Regions from separate parts of the Mus musculus genome. Here region 2 is linked to region 1. The links are chromatin contacts, called in public promoter capture Hi-C maps. All regions are on one chromosome and are shown on one strand. The core of a region is the stretch at or near the end of the contact, and the rest is flanking DNA. Distances in the headings are between cores, read along the strand shown. Region 1 holds the start of Tmcc1 (transmembrane and coiled coil domains 1). Region 2 holds the start of Mkrn2 (makorin, ring finger protein, 2).

Region 1 (4,027 bases), core at 482-2,981:
AAGACTCAACAACTGAGAGGTGACATAACACTGTCACTGTTTGTGCTTCTGTTTATCTTAAGATGCAAATACTCTGAGAAATCTCATTTCCTATACAGAGTACATGGTACTGATATCCCGTCAAGTCTTTAATAAGCGTCCATAATGACAAGATATCTAGATCATGTGCTAATGAATTTTTAATATCTAGAATTTTCCTATGGGGCTCATCAACTATCTAGTCTGTAAGCAGATGAGAATTCTTTAGAAATTAAAAGGTTACCACCCACAAACCAGAAGCAGCTTTTTAATCTTTCTCTACTAGCCAGAGAGTGGGTGTGTAAGTTCAAAAAACACAACCAATTCTGTTGGTGGAGGGCAAGGTACTGTTGATCTAAAATCCCACCTCTAAGTATCTCTGTTACGAGACACTGATAAAACTACCACCCACTCACAATTTCAGTCTCAATCTGTAAATGAAAGTTGGGGGGTAAGACCCCAGGTCCTGGAGGATTTTATATCTTACCATTTCTATTAAGGTTTTCCTCCAAGCTTTGTGACAATTTCTTTATGCAAATTCTATACACTCAAAGACAAAGGTTTAGTTTAATTTCTAAAATTTAAGATACAGGACAGGGAGAGGAACAAATCAAACTTGTGCTATATTCTAAAGTTGTTACCTGCTTTTTCAATCTTGGGGTTTTTACTGTGTTTGTTTTCTTTCTATTTTTCTTTTTTCCTTAAAAGAAAAGCCAATTTAGGAATTCCAGGGACGCATGTGCACATGGATCTTTTGACAACTATGTCAGGCTATGACAACAACCATTTTAGAAGGGGTGCATGGTAGTCGTTTTTTTTTTTTTTCCAATAAAACCTAAGCCTGGACATTGGTTATGATCTATGAAGACTAAGGTAAAACGTGACACCAGAGCACAGAGAGATATTCTCCAAGAGCTCAAGTGGGCTACCTCCAGAAGCCCCAGCAGCAGATCCAGTAGGGGAACCTCCATCAACGCTGTCCAGGGATGGAGTGGGACAGACACTGAATCACTGGACCAACACCGTCCACACTTTGGCTGAGGCTGAAATCTCAGGTTTTGTAGCGAAATGCATCTCACTGCGGGCCCCCTGCTCTCCACAAAAAGGGTTAATAAAGGGCATCCTAACCACCTAGACTCCCATCTCACCTATTCTTCGCAGGACAGCGGGTTTCCTCCTCCAAGTTAAACCACGAGTTCAAAATCAAAACAAAAGGTGCAAGACTGGTTTCAGGTGGCAAGGGCTGACTTTCGGTGGCCAACTTATGGGTACCGCAGGGCCGGACGAGGGAGGACTCTCAGACCTCGGCTAGCCAGGAGGCCTTGGGCCTGGGCGCGAGTCCTCACACGCCCCTCGCTCAGCTCTGCCCAAAGGAGAGCGGGGGAGAGTGCCCGAGCGGGGGCGGGGGCGGGGGTTGTCCCAATGACAGGCAGAAGGCCCGGAGACGCGGGGTCCGGCCGGAGGCCCGGGGCTTCGGCGCCGCCAGAGCGACCAGAGGTCCGATCCGCGCCAGGCCTCGAGGAGGCCCCGCGACCGCGACGGGCCGCGCTAAAGAGATCGCCCGTCCCCACCCACGGCCTGGGCCAGTCCTACTCACCGGTGGAGAGACGACGGACAGCCGGCGTCTCCGCCAGCGCCGCGGCTCGGTCTCCAGCGCCGGCTCCTGCAGCTGCCGCCGCCGCGCCCGGTCCATCCCCACCCCGACCACCCCCCCCTCCCGGCCCGCCCCCCGCGCCGCCTCAGCCGCTGCCGCCGCCGCCTCCGCCGCCGCTGCCACGGCCCCGGCGCGCGAGCGCGAACCAGCGCGAGGGAACGACAGCTAGAACGAGAACGCGCACCCCGTCGCCACAGCCGCCCACAACCTCCGCCTCCCGCCGACAGCGCATGCGCAAGGCGGTGCCGAGCGGGACCGCGCACGCCGTGGGGGCGTGACCCGACCCAGAGGTGTAGCCACGCCTCAGGCCCACCCCCCCACGCGGGCGCAGGTCAAGTAAGCGGAGGCGCTGCAGGTGGTGCGGCATCCTCCGCCAGAGTTTTTCCTGACCGTTCCTGCAGTTCAGACGCTGAAGCATTTCAGCATCTCGGCTCTTCGACTCCTCGGCTTGTCGTTCTTTAGCCTCTCAACCCCTCGGACCGTGGGCTCTTCAGCTTCTCGGCTCTTCCACCTCTGGACCCCACGTATCCTCAGCCCCTTTCTCTGCTTTTCGGGTGCCCTCAGAGCCTCAGTAACTCAGGCCAGCTGTCCTGCTAAACAGGCTAAAGCTAATTTCTGGGACCCACTCCTCCGAGTCGCACAATTCTCTCTACCTTGACTCCCAGGGCCTTCCAACTAGGGACTGGCTTTAGGTCAATGACAAAACCCCTAGTAGCTCATCTCTTTAATTATCGGGATGTCTCTAACTCAGTCGTCCGTCACTAAGATGGCAAAGCTTCTTCCGGTATTGGAGGATCTGTGAGTGGAAAACGGTAATAAACAGAGTCCATTGGCTCGTGAAGTTTGAAAGCTGATGGAGACCAAATGGGCGAAATGTAGTTGGGGATGATGGAGCTACAGTCCAATTTAACAATCCTTAAGTTGCAAAGAGTGCACTGGGGTGAGGACACGGCCTGGCCAGAAGGGGAGCTAAGGGGCTACTGGTCAGGGTGCTGCAGTCAGGACCTAGACTGCACGTGAAAAGAGGTAGATAAAAAAGGTTTGGGACTTCTGAGAGTTTCAGGAAGCCTTTGAGCTTTTCTTCAGCCGTGGTTGCAGGGCTAGGAACTTGATTATTATGTCTGATTTTAAATTATTATGCAGCCATGTGAAAAGTGGCCTGGGTGAGGGAGGTCATTCAGGAAGCAACTGGCAAGATGGTGAAAGCAAGGACGCAGTGTGCTCATAGAGAAAAACATTGGGAGTAAAATGGATATACATTTTGATAAATTAAAGGAAAGGTGAAGGAGAAGGAGGTGGCAGGGTTGACTCAGATTGGAGGGTGGTGAGGATGAGCTTGCACATGTAAGGGGCAGCATGAATAAAGCCACCAAGGAAAATGATCAGAAAATGAAGGCTAAGCATGTATGCCATTGTAAAAAATAATAATAATAAGCTGATTTTAAAAAATGGGTGATAAACCTAAAGATAAGACTGAAAAGAAAGAAGAAAATACAGAAAAGTCTTTGTATCCCTGAGTTAGGCAAAGATTTATTTTAAAGTCATGAACCATGACATTATTTGATAAGTTAAATTTTATCAAAATTCATGTTGTTTATAAACATTTGAGTAATTAAAAAAGCAAATTACTGATGATAAATGAACTCAGAAGTAGAGTATATCCAATGAAAGTCTTGTCTAGTCTAGGAGATGTAAGGCCTTTTCTTTCAGGGCTGAGGATTGAACTGGCCTGCTAAGTAAGTGCTAAACTACACAGTTACCTCCTCTGCCCGAAATAATAGGACAAACAACCCAATAAAACAGTAGGCAAAAAGCTTTGGTAAGTATTTCACAAGATGTAAAAATGGCCATTAACCAACAAAAGGTAACATTTTACTCATCTAGGGATTTGCAGATTCAAACTACAGTATCCACACTGTCATTTGAGTAGCTAAAATTAAAGACTGGTAACCTACCTGTTATACTTCTCTCCTTAGCCATACTTAATTTTTAAAAGCAAAAGAAAAGAAATAAAAAGCTAAATGTCTTAATGAAGAGACACCAAAACAATTCTTTTTTTTTTTTTTGAAAATGTTAGCATTTAATTAACCTCCGGTGTGGCTTTTAAGCCACCAGAACACAGGCATCTCCAACACCCTTAATCTTCTCCTCAGCTCTTCTGCTGAAGAATTTGGCCTTCACGATGACAGGTTGCTTAGGGAGCTTTCCCTTGCCCAGAACTTTGTAGTAGCCTGATCGAACAACATCAATGATGGGAGCAGCTACAGTCCTGTTTTTTGCTGCATTGACCCGCGTCTGCTCGCTGACCAATGTCCACAGTTTATCCAGGTTGACTGTTGGGCAGAAGCTCTGGTT
Region 2 (4,023 bases), core at 260-2,759, 590 kb before region 1:
AGGCAGCTAGGATGAGGATCTTAATGCCCACACTCACACTAACACACCTACTCTAACAGGGCCACACCTTCAAATAGTGCCATTCTCTGGGCAAGCACATACAAACCATCACAGGCATGCACTACCACAATTGGCCGTGGGCACAGTCTTCTGCAGATCTTTTGTAGGTAGCCACAGCTACTGAGTGTTCCTAAGTCTAAAGCTATGTCATGTCGGGAGACAGCATTCCATGGCACTCTCCCAACCCTCCAGCTTTTACATTCTTTCTCCCCCTTCCATGATATTCTCAGAGCCTTGCTAGCAAGGTCAGGGTATTGGCACACATGTTCTATTTAGAGCTGAGCATTCAGAAGTCCTTACCTGTTTTTACAGTGTACCACCTCTATAAAATGAAAAGAATACCCATAATGTTTCCAGAGTACTATGCTGTTCATTTTTTCTTCTTCTTCTTTTTTAAATTTATTTATTATATGTAAGTACACTGTTGCTGTTTTCAGACACACCAGAAGAGGGCACCAGATCTCATGATCTCATTTCGGCTGGTTGTGAGCCACCATGTGGTTGCTGGGATTTGAACTCAGGATCTTCAGAAGAGCAGTCAGTGCTCTTAACCGTTGAGCCATCTCTCCAGCCCCCTGCTGTTCATTTCTATACAATGCCAACTCAACACAATAAACCAGGAGACACTTTTTCAAAGCTGATAACACAACTGTAGTTTGCAAAAATCCAAATTATATATATGTACATACTGCTTCAGTGTCTGCCTCCAGATTCCTGCCTTGAGTTATGTACGTATGTATGTATGTATGCATGTATGTATGTATGTATGTATGTACACAAAAAGATCAGTACGGGGAGAGGATATTTGGTGTGGATATAATCAAATACATTGTACACATGTATGAAATTATCCAAAAATAAATAAATAAATAAAAATTCTTACTAGAGGATGGCTCAGTGGTTAGGAGCACTGGCTGTTTAGTTGGGGACCAGGGTTCAGTTCCCAGCACCGACATGGTAACTCACAATCGTCTGCAACTCCAGTTTCAGGTGATCTAACTCCCTCTTCTGGCTTGCACCAGCACTGCATTCCACTTGGTGTACAGCCACACATGCAGGCAAAAACACTCATATCATAAAATAAAGATAAATAGTAAAATTACTTTTATCATCATTAACATCATCAATCATCATCATCATCATCTTAAAAGACTGCCTTGAGAGATGGGGGCCGAACCCTAGAAGTAAGGGCCTCGCAGATGATTGGTAAATTCAGTATACTAGACATGCTCAGACCCTTAGCCTCAGAAAGTTGGGATCCGGACTACTAAGGAGTAGGGACCTTCCGGCTCCAGGCCCTGGCGGAACCCATTGTGATGGTGGTTAGGTTTCCGGGCGGCACCTTAGAAGTAGCGCACGAACGAGGGTGGCGCGCGCAGGAGTGACGCGACTCCGCGGGGGGCGGGGCGGGGCGGGGAAGGGCGGGGCGGGGCCGGGCTGGGCCACGGCGCTGGCGGCTCTGAGGTTTCAGTGCGACTCCAGCCCGTGGCCCCGCCGCCATGAGCACCAAGCAGGTCACCTGCAGGTGAGTGCGCGGCCCCTCTGGGCCTTGGGCGCTGCGGGGCAGCCAGGGAGGGAGGCGAGGGGCCGAGGCGGGCGGTGGCGGGGGGCGGACAGCGCGGATAACGCGCAGGAAGGCCGCATAGAGGCTAGAGCGGCAAGAGCTGCTGCAACCGCGACTTGCAGAGAGTGAGCGAGGGCGATTGCGGGGAAACACGGGCAGGTCGCATTTCTTATCCAGCATCACCACTGAGCCTCCGAAGAGTCCCATTTCGAGATGCAGGAAACCGAGGCCACCAGAGGTAAAGCGACACCCATTTAGGAACAGAAAGGCGGCTTGTTAGACGAAGTGGAAAGCAGAAAACTATTCCGTGACTACTATTTTGAAACAAAAATAGTTGGGTTGAGTAGCAACGTACTAACTTGGTGACGAGCTTGTGGCTGTCATTGGGGTCTAGTCCTGTGAGTTTGCATGCTCAGGAGGTGCAGCTTGGGAAGTAAGGCTTGTGAGAATCCCGACTGTGGAAACCCAAATTTCAAAAGGCTCCAAAATCCAATACTCTTAAGATACCTAAATAGAAGGCGGGCGGTGGTGGCGCACGCCTTTAATCCCAGCACTGGGAGGCAGAGGCAGGTGGATCTCAGTTAGTTGAAGCCAGCCTGGTCTATAGAGGGAGTCCAGGACAGCAAAGGCTACACAGAGAACTTTTTCAGGGTATGTGTATAAGCATATGTGAAATGATGAATTCTGTGTTTAGACTCTTGTACTATCCCCAAGACCTTATGTACATGAAAATACTGTAAAGTACAAAAAAAATTAAAGACTCTCCTGAGCCCAAGCTTTTTGGATTAAAGGAGCCTCGGCTTATACAGACTTTAGTTGGTTTCAGTAAATTAAGAAATTGAGATGTAGTTTGGATATGTGGTAAGCATTTAATGACCTTGTTATTTCTCATTAGTGCAGACTCCTAGAACTAATACCTTTATGAAGAGTTCTGTTCGACTTAAGATATTAAGGGTTGAACCATGTACCAAGGTCCCAGGTGGTTTATGTTAAGTAGTAATCAGAAAACTGCAGTTTGTGTATGTCTGTGTGTGTCTGTGTGTATGCATATGCTAGTTTTGTGTTAACTTGACAAAGTTGACATGAGACATCATCATTTGGGAAGAGGGAACCTCTTGGTTGATAACTGATGTGGGAGGACCCAGCTCACTGTGGGTGGTGCCACCTCTGGGCTAGTGGTCCTGGGTGCAGTAAGAAAGGCTGAGCAAGCCAAGAGGGTCAAGCCAGTCAACAGCACTCTCCTTGCTTCTGCATTAGCTCCTGCCTGGAGTCCTGCACTGGCCTCCCATAGTGATGGAGTAAGACACTTAAGTAGAAGATACCTACAAGTCTAAGCTCTCCTCCCAAAGTCGCTTTAGGTCCTGGTGATTTATCACAGCAATGGGAACTTTTCGGCAGTCCTGTAACAGTGCTTGCAGGTCATCGCTACTAGAACGTCTCTGTTGAGGATGAGTGAATGGGTACTTACTCCCTTCCGTCTGCAGGAGGACGTGTTCCTACCACAGTGGCCTTTAAAGCAGACTCAAGCTACTTAGAAAATAACCTCTAAAACTCTGCTTGTTTACAGTTTTGTTGTTTGAGACAGAGTCTCTCTGTGTATATCCTGAAACTCTCTATATGTATCAGGCTGGCCTTGAACTCAGATCTGCCTACCTCTCCTTCCCATGCAAGAATTAATTGCCACCACACCTAGATGGTTTTGTTTTTTTGTTTTGTTTTTTGTTTTTGTTTTTGAGACAGGGTTTCTCTGTATAGCCCTGGCTGTCCTGGAACTCACTCTGTAGACCAGGCTGGCCTCGAACTCAGAAATCCGCCTGCCTCTGCCTCCCGAGTGCTGGGATTAAAGGCGTGCACCACCACTGCCCGACTCCTAGATGCTTTTTAGTTCTACCACTTAAAGGCTTTCCTAAGACACGTGTCTACAAAACCTTCATGTAATGCTTAAGCCCGGCCATTTTGATTCTCCCCCTTTGTACCCGGAGATAGTTTTAGCTCTGTCTCACAAATAAGAGAACCCAAGATGTGGTGCAGGTAAGAGTTGGAATGCTGGGGCTAGATGGGTTGACTAGTGTTTGTGGTCTTCTTTCTGCTGCCTTGTCAAGTCATAGAATGTGTAGTGCTGTATAGTGCTATACCTGGATGAAGCATGTAACGAAGGAAGGCTGTATTTTGACTCTCAGTTTGCAGGTACAGCCCATGACAGAGGGGAAGGCATGGTGGCAGGAGCTTGTTGTAGCTGACCTCATACACTCAGACAGCAAAGAGTGCTGGTGCCGAGGTCACCCTTCCCTTTTTATTCAGTCTTGGGCCCCAGCCTAAGGATCGACACCTCCACACTCAGGATGGGTCTTCCCACCTCTCCCTCACAGTTGTGACAGGAGATTTGTCTCCTCAGTGAT

The links. Promoter capture Hi-C pulls out the DNA fragments that hold promoters and counts their contacts.
Region 2: a promoter capture Hi-C map of pre-B cells shows a contact between it and region 1, with 2.6 times the contacts expected there. The contact joins the promoter of Mkrn2 here to the promoter of Tmcc1 in region 1. A contact is called at or near these places in 1 of 39 promoter capture datasets (pre-B cells), 2 of 484 Hi-C or Micro-C datasets (CD4 T cells and CD8 T cells) and 1 of 9 other capture datasets (liver).

Annotation. Positions count from the first base shown.
Region 1 is chr6:116,191,643-116,195,669 of GRCm38.p6, forward strand. Tmcc1 (transmembrane and coiled coil domains 1) reads right to left here and starts at 1,732. Exons shown (of 6, transcript NM_177412.1): 1 at 1,616-1,732. It also overlaps the pseudogene Gm8213.
Region 2 is chr6:115,600,429-115,604,451 of GRCm38.p6, forward strand. It overlaps Mkrn2 (makorin, ring finger protein, 2), which reads left to right and starts at 1,510. Exons shown (of 8, transcript NM_023290.3): 1 at 1,510-1,585. The coding sequence starts at 1,560.